Regions from separate parts of the Ovis aries genome. Here region 1 is linked to region 2. Evidence: chromatin contacts called from public Hi-C data. All regions are on one chromosome and are shown on one strand. The core of a region is the stretch at or near the end of the contact, and the rest is flanking DNA. Distances in the headings are between cores, read along the strand shown. Region 1 overlaps ARID1B (AT-rich interaction domain 1B). Region 2 overlaps ARID1B (AT-rich interaction domain 1B).

The links. Hi-C and Micro-C count contacts between places; a contact is called where the count stands out from the background.
Region 1: a Hi-C map of liver shows a contact between it and region 2, with 4 times the contacts expected there. The contact joins two enhancer-like sites. A contact is called at or near these places in 2 of 16 Hi-C or Micro-C datasets (liver and tail adipose tissue).

Annotation. Positions count from the first base shown.
Region 1 is chr8:81,562,742-81,566,985 of ARS-UI_Ramb_v3.0, reverse strand. All of the region lies in intron 11 of ARID1B (AT-rich interaction domain 1B), which reads right to left. Among named protein-coding and RNA genes, the nearest start is that of LDHAL6B, 130 kb to the left of the region's middle. Within about 2 kb of position 2,280, at least 16 of the 54 cell types and tissues checked have an H3K27ac peak or open chromatin away from gene starts, as enhancers often do. A contact at or near this core is called in liver, where this site is marked.
Region 2 is chr8:81,396,381-81,400,998 of ARS-UI_Ramb_v3.0, reverse strand. All of the region lies in intron 4 of ARID1B (AT-rich interaction domain 1B), which reads right to left. Among named protein-coding and RNA genes, the nearest start is that of TRNAC-ACA, 190 kb to the right of the region's middle. Within about 2 kb of position 1,403, at least 54 of the 54 cell types and tissues checked have an H3K27ac peak or open chromatin away from gene starts, as enhancers often do. A contact at or near this core is called in liver, where this site is marked.

The DNA of each region.
Region 1 (4,244 bases), core at 1,031-3,530, 170 kb before region 2:
TCACTTTTCCACATCTGGATGTGTCTATGCTGTCATTAACAGTAGTTTTTGCAGCTATGAAATAATTTGTTTTTATACAACACAAATCATATTGGTTCAGAATTCTATATTGTTATGGCAGAAAGTGAAGAGGAACTAAAAAGTCTCTTGATGAAAGTGAGAGGATAGTGAATAAGTTGGCTTAAAGCTCAACATTCAGAAAACTAACATCATGGCATCTGGTCCCATCACTTCATGGGAAATAGATGGGGAAACAGTGGAAACAGTGTCAGACTTTATTTTTGGGGGCTCCAAAATCATTGCAGATGGTGACTGCAGCCATGAAATTAAAAGACACTTACTCCTTGGAAGGAAAGTTATGACCAACCTAGATAGCATATTCAAAAGCAGAGACATTACTTTGCCAACAAAGGTCCATCTAGTCAAGGCTATGGTTTTTCCTGTGGTCATATATGGATGTGAGAGCTGGACTGTGAATAAAGCTGAGCGCCAAAGAATTGATGCTTTTGAACTGTGGTGTTGGAGAAGACTCTTGAGAGCCCCTTGGACTGCAAGGAGATCCAAGCAGCCCATCCCCAAGGAGATCAGTCCTGGGTGTTCATTGGAAGGACTGATGCTGAAGCTGAAACTCCAATACTGGAGGGACTGGGAGCAGGAGGAGAAGGGGACAACAGAGGATGAGATGGCTGGATGGCATCACTGACTTGATGGACATGAGTTTGGGCAAACTCCGGGAGTTGGTGATGGACAGGGAGGCCTGGCATGCTGTGATTCACAGGGTCGCACAGTCGGACACGACTGAGCGACTAAACTGAACTGAATGTCGTCATCAGAGTAATAAGACCTGGCTTTAACTGTAATTACACTATAATAACAGAGCCCAGAATTGAACAGATCTTTTTAAAACTTAAGTAGGATTCATGTAAGGAGAAAGCAGTGGCACCCCACTCCAGTACTCTTGCCTGGAAAATCCTATGGACGGAGGAGCCTGGTATGCTGCAGTCCATGGGGTCGCACAGAGTCAGACACGACTGAAGTGACTTAGCAGTAGCAGCAGGATTCATGTAAAAAATTAATCCTACCTTAAAACATAATATTTAAGGGCTCTTGCTTTATCATTGATCATAGTCCTTAGCATGTTAGGTGTTGGATAGATATTGGTTTCACTTATTAATTAAACAAATACTAATTGAATGAATATTGTGTGCTGTTTTCTGTTGGAATTTATCAAATTGACAGAAAAAGATAAAAATTCCTGCCCACATACATACATACATTAAATACTTTCAGAATTCTAACTGTAACAAATAGGATTGCTGGTTGCTTATAAACAATAATTTGCATATATTATTATCTACAGTTAACAAACTGTACAATTACCACACTTTACTTTAGAAGAAACTGAGTTACACAAACCCTGGCGATTACAGAGTGCGCTATGAGTGAGTAAGAAATGGGGTCTGTCACTTTTTCTCAGAGAGCCTCAGCTGACCCAACATGGCGCGGTTGGTGTGGTCTGGGCCTGGTTGGGAATCAATACTGAGGACTGGCCAACAGAGGGTGCTTTCCATAACACCTCCCCTAGGTGCACAGGACTAGAGTGAATCAGGGAAGAGTAGCTTTAACTATAGATACCTTCTTAGATGTAGATTCCTTAAAATAAAAACTTACCAACTCATGCTTCTAAACCAAACCAGAGTTTTAGCAAACTCACTTTATTATATTTGTATACCAAGTATGCATTTCCAGAGTTTTACCAAAAAACACATATTTAAAAAGTAGATATAATGAAAGAAACAAGTCAGAGTCTTTTACAAATATATACGCATAACCCTACAGACATGACTGCCCCATAGAACTGGCAGGGGAAATAACTGATTTCTTAAACTCAAGAAGCAGACTGTGCAGAAGCCAGCACAGCTTCCTAGGAACACGGCTCACAAGACTGAGAGTTCAGAATGGCCCTTATTTACAAGTATTCACATTTACAGCTTAAAAAAAAAAAAAAAAAAAAAGGAAACATTCTCCCCTCTTGCCAGTGTGTTTTCCTTTCCTTTCAGGGAAAAAAAAAAAAAAGAATGCAACCTCTGGAAGCTGCTAACAGAGGAGGCTGGCTCTCTAGGATATCCCTACCTTTTGCCAGAAGCTACAAATGTATACTGGAAAGTAAACAATGGAAAGGTTATTGAAGGTTAAGTACATTCACACACTTCAGACTGAACGGCCAGACTCCTAGCTGGGAATTAATTTACACAGCATGGACCCAGTGCCCTAGTTCTGGCTGGGGTTGCAGGAAGGAGGGTGGGGAGATGAGGCATAGCTGATAGTCCCAGGTCTACGGCAACCAGAGGTCACCCAGAGGGCACCTCTGTTTATAACCCGAGCCCTTTCTCATTTATCTTCCACTGAGGATTCCCTAGTTGGATCCATGACAGGCTCTGTGACATCACCTGTCAGCTAATAATAGAAATTCAGTCAGCCACCTGCCAGCAAAGATGGATGGGTTTTTGGTTACAGACTTACTAATTGAAAGTGGAGCTTCCTCCCACCAACCCCCACCCATTCCTCCCAGCCGGGTCCCCTCCCACCCTGCCCCTACCCCACTCTAGCTTACAGGCAGCTAAGGCCCTGGATCCCCGTGGCTGTTCATTAGATCTTCACTAACTTATACAGTCGGTTATGACAAGAGCCCCGCCAGGACTTCAGAGAAGCAACCGCACCCCTAGGCCCTGCTCAGGTTTCATTTAGGAGCCTTCCTTTGGTCGAACTGCTCTAGAACCCAAAGGCACAACCTGGATCTCTGGAGTGAGAAGTCACACAGCCACTCTACAGTGAAGATCAGGGTGAAGGCTCCAGGGCTAAGGGGCAACACCTTTCAGAGGCTGACAGGACTGAATTTCAAATCTTATCAGCCGTGTCACATCCGAACTGGAACACAGAGGAATGACCTTAAATCATTAGCTTTTAGGATTTAAGCTGGTTCAGAATGAACATTCGAAAAAAGAATCTAGAATGTTTCTGAGGAATCTTTCAGTTGTTTGCTTGGATGTATTGGTAAGGAATAAGCTACAGTTAGGTTCTTATGGGGAAAAACCTGACTTAACACAAATTTTGGCTGAAAATTAGTTTAAAAATTTTGTAGTATATGAGGCCCTGACATGGCAAAGGTTTGGGAATAATTTGTTTCCCTTCTCTGATGATAAAAATGTTTCAGAAACATTTTCCTTAATCATGGGTCTGGAATGCTGGAGGCAATGCCTGGCTTTTGGTTGAGAGGCTGGCGTTGCTCACTGCCCCACGGCCTGGTCCATGTTTCTGTTCTATTGCTGAGCAGTGTGCAGAACACGTGAGCCACGCAGCCTGGCCCCGTGCACCCTGCACTATGCCCTCCAGGCTGTGCACTGGCTGAACGGCTAGATACAGGAAGCTTTCCTCCCGTTTCCTGTTTCGCAGACTCGGGCTCCATTTGGATTACTGAGAAGAATGTATTATCAGAGGTGCGCCTGCAATCCAAGCTCTTTTGTTCAGTTAAAGCGATAATGTTGCCATAAAAATGATAGTTTAAAATAAAGAGGGGGGAGAGGAAAGAGCTGACTGTTCACAGCACAGGCCCTGTACTTTCTGAAGTGTCTATACCTCAGCAGGATTTCTTGTACTGAAGCTGATGCACACTGGGAGAGCTATTCTCCATACAGAAGTACAGACCATTCAGTGACATGAGTTCTTTCCTGGCAAATAAAATATACCTTTAGATCTTTGCAGACATCGCCACTTTGGTCCCTACACCCTACTGGGTTTTTATTTTGGAAAAATAGTTTCAGAGCTGTTCAGAGGCAGCTTGTTTTACTCTGTGAACTGAATGTAATGTTGTGAGATTTTCGAAATTAGATTTCACAGTTTTTAAAGTCCACCATAACTGGCAAAGGCTGTGGATCTTTAAGGACGGGGTGAGAGAGAGGAACTTCTCTACTTGTATTTAGAACCAACAGATCTATATTGAGGTGTGCTTATTACACATGTACCCTGGGCCTAAAAAGTATTTATTTGAGATCTCTTGATTAGTGGCCTTAGATATTAGCACTGCCCTCCAGATATCAGCTAGAGCAAGTAATTAAAAGAGAAACAACTCCTTTCTTTGGCTCACAGGTACCACTTTCTGTGTGTGAACAGTTTACCTATTACAGCGCTGCTTTAAGCACAAAGTGTGGTAGGTACACCTGGATCTCTAATTCTAGAGCCAGATG
Region 2 (4,618 bases), core at 154-2,653:
GTCAGATAGTTAAAAAGCTTGTCAACTCAAAATTAATTTACCAGAACCAATTTCACCACTATTACACAAGACTGTAGCTCAAAATCTAAAAAGAGCTGTTATCATGACCCACTGATGATCACCAATAAAGGCTTACCCTAACACTATACTGTGAGGAGGTGTTCAATAGCATACTTTAGTATATTACTCATTCCTTTAACAAAATACTTGAAAAATATTTGATCTTACTTAATTTAAAAAGGAACTGGCAAATGTCATATGCAGGCAACTATGATCAAAGTTAGAAACATCCCTGCTAGGATTCTAGCAGTTTTTACAAAATCTCGTTTCTATACACAATGCAAGGGAAAATATTATGCATACTCATCTGCCATACTTATGCCAACAGTATAAGGCATAAAAGCAAATGGAAGGTTAATATTCAGAACTATTCAAGGCCATTTCTCTTAAATTCTTCAAGACACATTTCTTTGATTTCACCTCTACATCAATAGTGATAAATTAACTCAAAACTACATTCCCATTATATCATCAAATTAAATTTCCAGAATTCCAAGATTAAGCTGACTTGCATATGACAGAAAGCAAACATACCAAATAGTAAACTATTTATTGTAAATAGCATCAATGAGTAAACAAGCTTTACAAATTACATATCCGTAGTGTAGAATAAAAAAGTTTAAAAACCAACTGGCCATAGTTGATTGTTATTGGTTGAATTAAAAGCATATTTTAATTAACCTACAGTCTTACCTATAATGACATTTAGGTTACTTGAAAATGTCCAAGATCTCGAAATTGCAACATTCTACTTAAAACTCCTAGAGAAGGTGATCAAGGAGAACACTCAATCTAAGTCTTCATGAAAGAGAAAGGCTTAACAGCAGAAAGAGTATTTCAAAAAGCCTCTAGCACTTAATTATGAGCAGGAAAACACATGCAGCAGCTAAAACTTCACAAGCTTAGACCCTCCACAGCTTTTAAAATTTAACTGAAGCACAGCTGATTTACAATGTTGTTAATTTTTGCTGAAAAGCAAAGTGACTCAGATACACACATATATACATTATTTTTTATATTCTTTTCCATCATGGTTTATCTCAGGACATTGAATATAGTTCCCTGTGCTCTACAGTACGATTCTATTGTTCACCCATTCTGTATTTAATAGTTTGCATCTACTAACCCCAAATCCCCAGTCCATCCCTCCTTCACCCTTCTCCCAGCTTTTAAAAAAATTCTGTGAGTTGGTTTTCCTGCCAAGGAAGGTGGATGAGCATGTACTTGGCTCCAAACAGGAGTTATGACACAAATGGAAACCAAGTGCCTGTCTAAGCAGCCCTAGCCTGGGTCAGCCTGACTCCTGGCTGCACTGAAGCAGCCAATGGTGGTGGCCACCCCGCCCCTCACCCGCCGGTCCAGCTGAGTTCTCATAGGCCTGGGTCTCAGGCTCCACCCGCCCTGTCCACAGGCACGGCCCCGCCCAAAGTTTGGCAGCTCTGCGCTCTGACCCCGCCCCTCGCCCGCCCCGCCCTGTTTTTGTCAAGTGGGTTCTGAGTGCCGGCCCCGCCCTGTGTTTAGAGGCCTGGGCAGTGGCTCTGACCTTCCTCAGCTCCTTCAGTGCTTTTCCACCATCAGGCACTCAGTTTTAATCATGCAAAACGAGTTGCAACTTATCCAGTCCAAGAAGTTGGGTGGTGATGTTCCTTCTGGAGCGGAGGAGGAAGAGGGGTGAAAAGAGAGACGCACTAAAGGAAACGGAAAAAATTAAAGCACACAGCTTTTGGCAAGCCAAACTGGTGGAGGAGGAGGAGAAGGTTAGGGGGCAAATGAAGCAATTCTGAGTGTAACTGGGGCCCGAAGTGGCACAGGAAAAACGCTCTCTGCCTTCACCAATCCAGCTGGTGTGTTTCGTTTAAATGTTAAGCTGTAGTCAGCAGAAACTTTACAGAACCACGTTCGACAAGGCACTTGCCACCTCCTGCCTAAACTGCCAATTTTCCGGCTCGCAGAAAGCTCCCGAGAAGGAACCCAGGGTCCTGCCAGTCCCGGGGAAAATGGCCACGGAGGCTGGGGCTCAGGCTAGTCAAGCGGGAAGACACCCCCCTCCCCACTCCGCCCCCGCCCCCACCCCAGCCCACAGCTCCCAGGCGGCGCGGAGAGGGGAGGGGAAGCGGGGAGGGCGGGGCGGAGGCTGCCTGCCGGGAAACCTGGAGCGGTGGGCGGGGCGCGGGGCCTGCTGGGAGCTCCCTCCCGGAGCTTTGTTGCACAACCTCGCCCCAGCTGCCCTGCCTGCTCTCCCAGGCTCCTCCGCGGAGGCTCTGCCACCGCACCTCTGAGCACACACTCAGGATTCCTGGGGCTCCGCGCGGGAACGAAGGGGATTTCTGAACTTGCTTAAATCTTTCCTGTCCCCCGCCCCCACACCTTTCATGTTTCCTTGTACCTTCTTCCTAAACATCGTCTGTTTTGTCCTGAGTGCCAAATCGAACCACTGGGTGTATTAATTGCTCAACATATGTTGGTTATGAAAACGAAAAAAACAAACGCAGAGTTGTTTTTAATGTATAGAAAAACGAAAATAGTCCTATCAGGGCTAGTGGCTGGAAAGAGGTTCTCTCTCCTTCAAATATTCCATACTCTCCAAAGCCAGACTTTGGCAATGAATAAAAATAGATAAACTATTAGAGTGATGAATGATTAACGCGGAAGCTGACAGGCAAGGGAAAGAGAAGCAGGAGGCACCCTGGAGCCAGAGCCCGGGAGGGGCACGGAGAAGGACCAGCGCTAGCGAGAAGGACTAGGGAGGGCCGCACAGGAAGCGACTCCAGCTGACTTGCTAGCATCGCTGCATCTGAAAAATCACCCGTAACACGTCTTTTAGAGCAAATGTTAAGTTTTAGTTTTCCAAATGTATATTTAACTACCAAAGTCTACAAATAAGCAGCATTCTGTCACCCATTAAGGTTATACATAATTTATAACTTAGAGTGCCATATTATTTCTTTTTGGAAGAAAACAAAGGAATCAAGTAGATTACTAAAACAAAATATATACAGCAGAAACTCACATATCATTAATCGGAAAAAATTAATGAACTATAAACAAGAGGTATGTGGAGGGAGGTAACACTGGCTTGAGGAAACAAGAAAAATTAGACAAGATTAGTTTTGAGGAAACTTTAAATAGAGTTTTAAATCATTAATGTGTAAGATTATGAAAAAAAGATGATGCTCATTAAATTTATTTTGGATTCCATATCTATTTTTCAGGTTTCAACTTACAATTACATGATTATAACAACATTTTACCAACACAAAAGATTTGCCCACAAACTTTTTATTTTTTAACTTCAAGTTATATCCCTTATGAAGTGTCGAACTTTAAAAAGGGTGTAAAAGAGTGACATATAAATAGCATAAATGCTGCTATCTACAAAGATGAAATACAAGAATTCAGAAAAGTATTGAAATCCATTTTAAGTAAATTCTTCATCAAAGAAGAAATGTTCAAAACAATTATACTCATTCTATTTATTTCTGAATGTCAATGATTTTCCTAAAACATACTTTGCACGAAATGGTTTTCAATTTTACTTTAAAGTTTTTTGAAACCAACCATAAGTCACTGCCATTTCCTTAGTTACACATGCACTATTCCCTCCTTTCTGAAATTAGTCTCTCCCTCCTTCTGTCCCGCTCACAGCTACTTTTTGGTCTACGGTTTCTTTTCAGTTATCCAAATTATGTCCGTTGGTTGGTAGGTAGGTATTTATGTATATATGTATTTCTGTTTCCATGCACACACATTAGAAGACAAAGGAAGGGGAAAAAAAGTGCTTAAAGGTACCTAATGAGATTTTCAGATAGTTTTAATGAGATAATGACTACTGTGTGACAGTAGTCAAGATGACGTCCGTTCTACTTGCTGGGCTGAATGATAGTAAGGTTATGTCATTAACTAGCAACTAATGAGTTTGGTTTGGGGCTGTTTACTTTCACATGCTTGTGGTACACCCCAAGGAGGAGACAGCCAGCCAGCTGGCAGCAGGAAGTACATGTCAGGGCACCTTTACTAAAGAATGTGAAGTCATGGGCAATTAGATGGTAGTTGAGTTCATGGGAATGGATGACTGAGCTTATTATATATAAAAAAGCATGCAGAATCAAGAGAACGGAGCAGCCTGAAACAGAACCTTCATGGGCATCCATCTGTAAAAGACAAGGTCCTCCCACTGCTGATGGAAGCAATAGCCACGAGGCCTAGGAATGTTAGAACCTCAGAACTGTTTCAGAACTGTTTTTTTCTCCACATCGGAGGGAGAAACAGAAATTGAGAGCTTGGGCTTAGGCAAGACTACCAGGGACTGACTGTAATTCCTCCAAGCACTGGCTTGCATGTTTCTGAGCATCTCTGCCTCAGCTTCCTCATGTATAAAGTACAGTGACTGGCGGGACGGTTGTTACGAGAATTAAATAGCACCTGCCTAAAAGTTAACTTTGCTCATCATCCAGTCACTCCCCACATGTGAATTTTTCAGATCCATCCTAGCTGCTATTCCTGTTACCTGTGCCTTAACTGAGTGCTGCATCTCCCCTTTAAAACCTAAAATACTGAA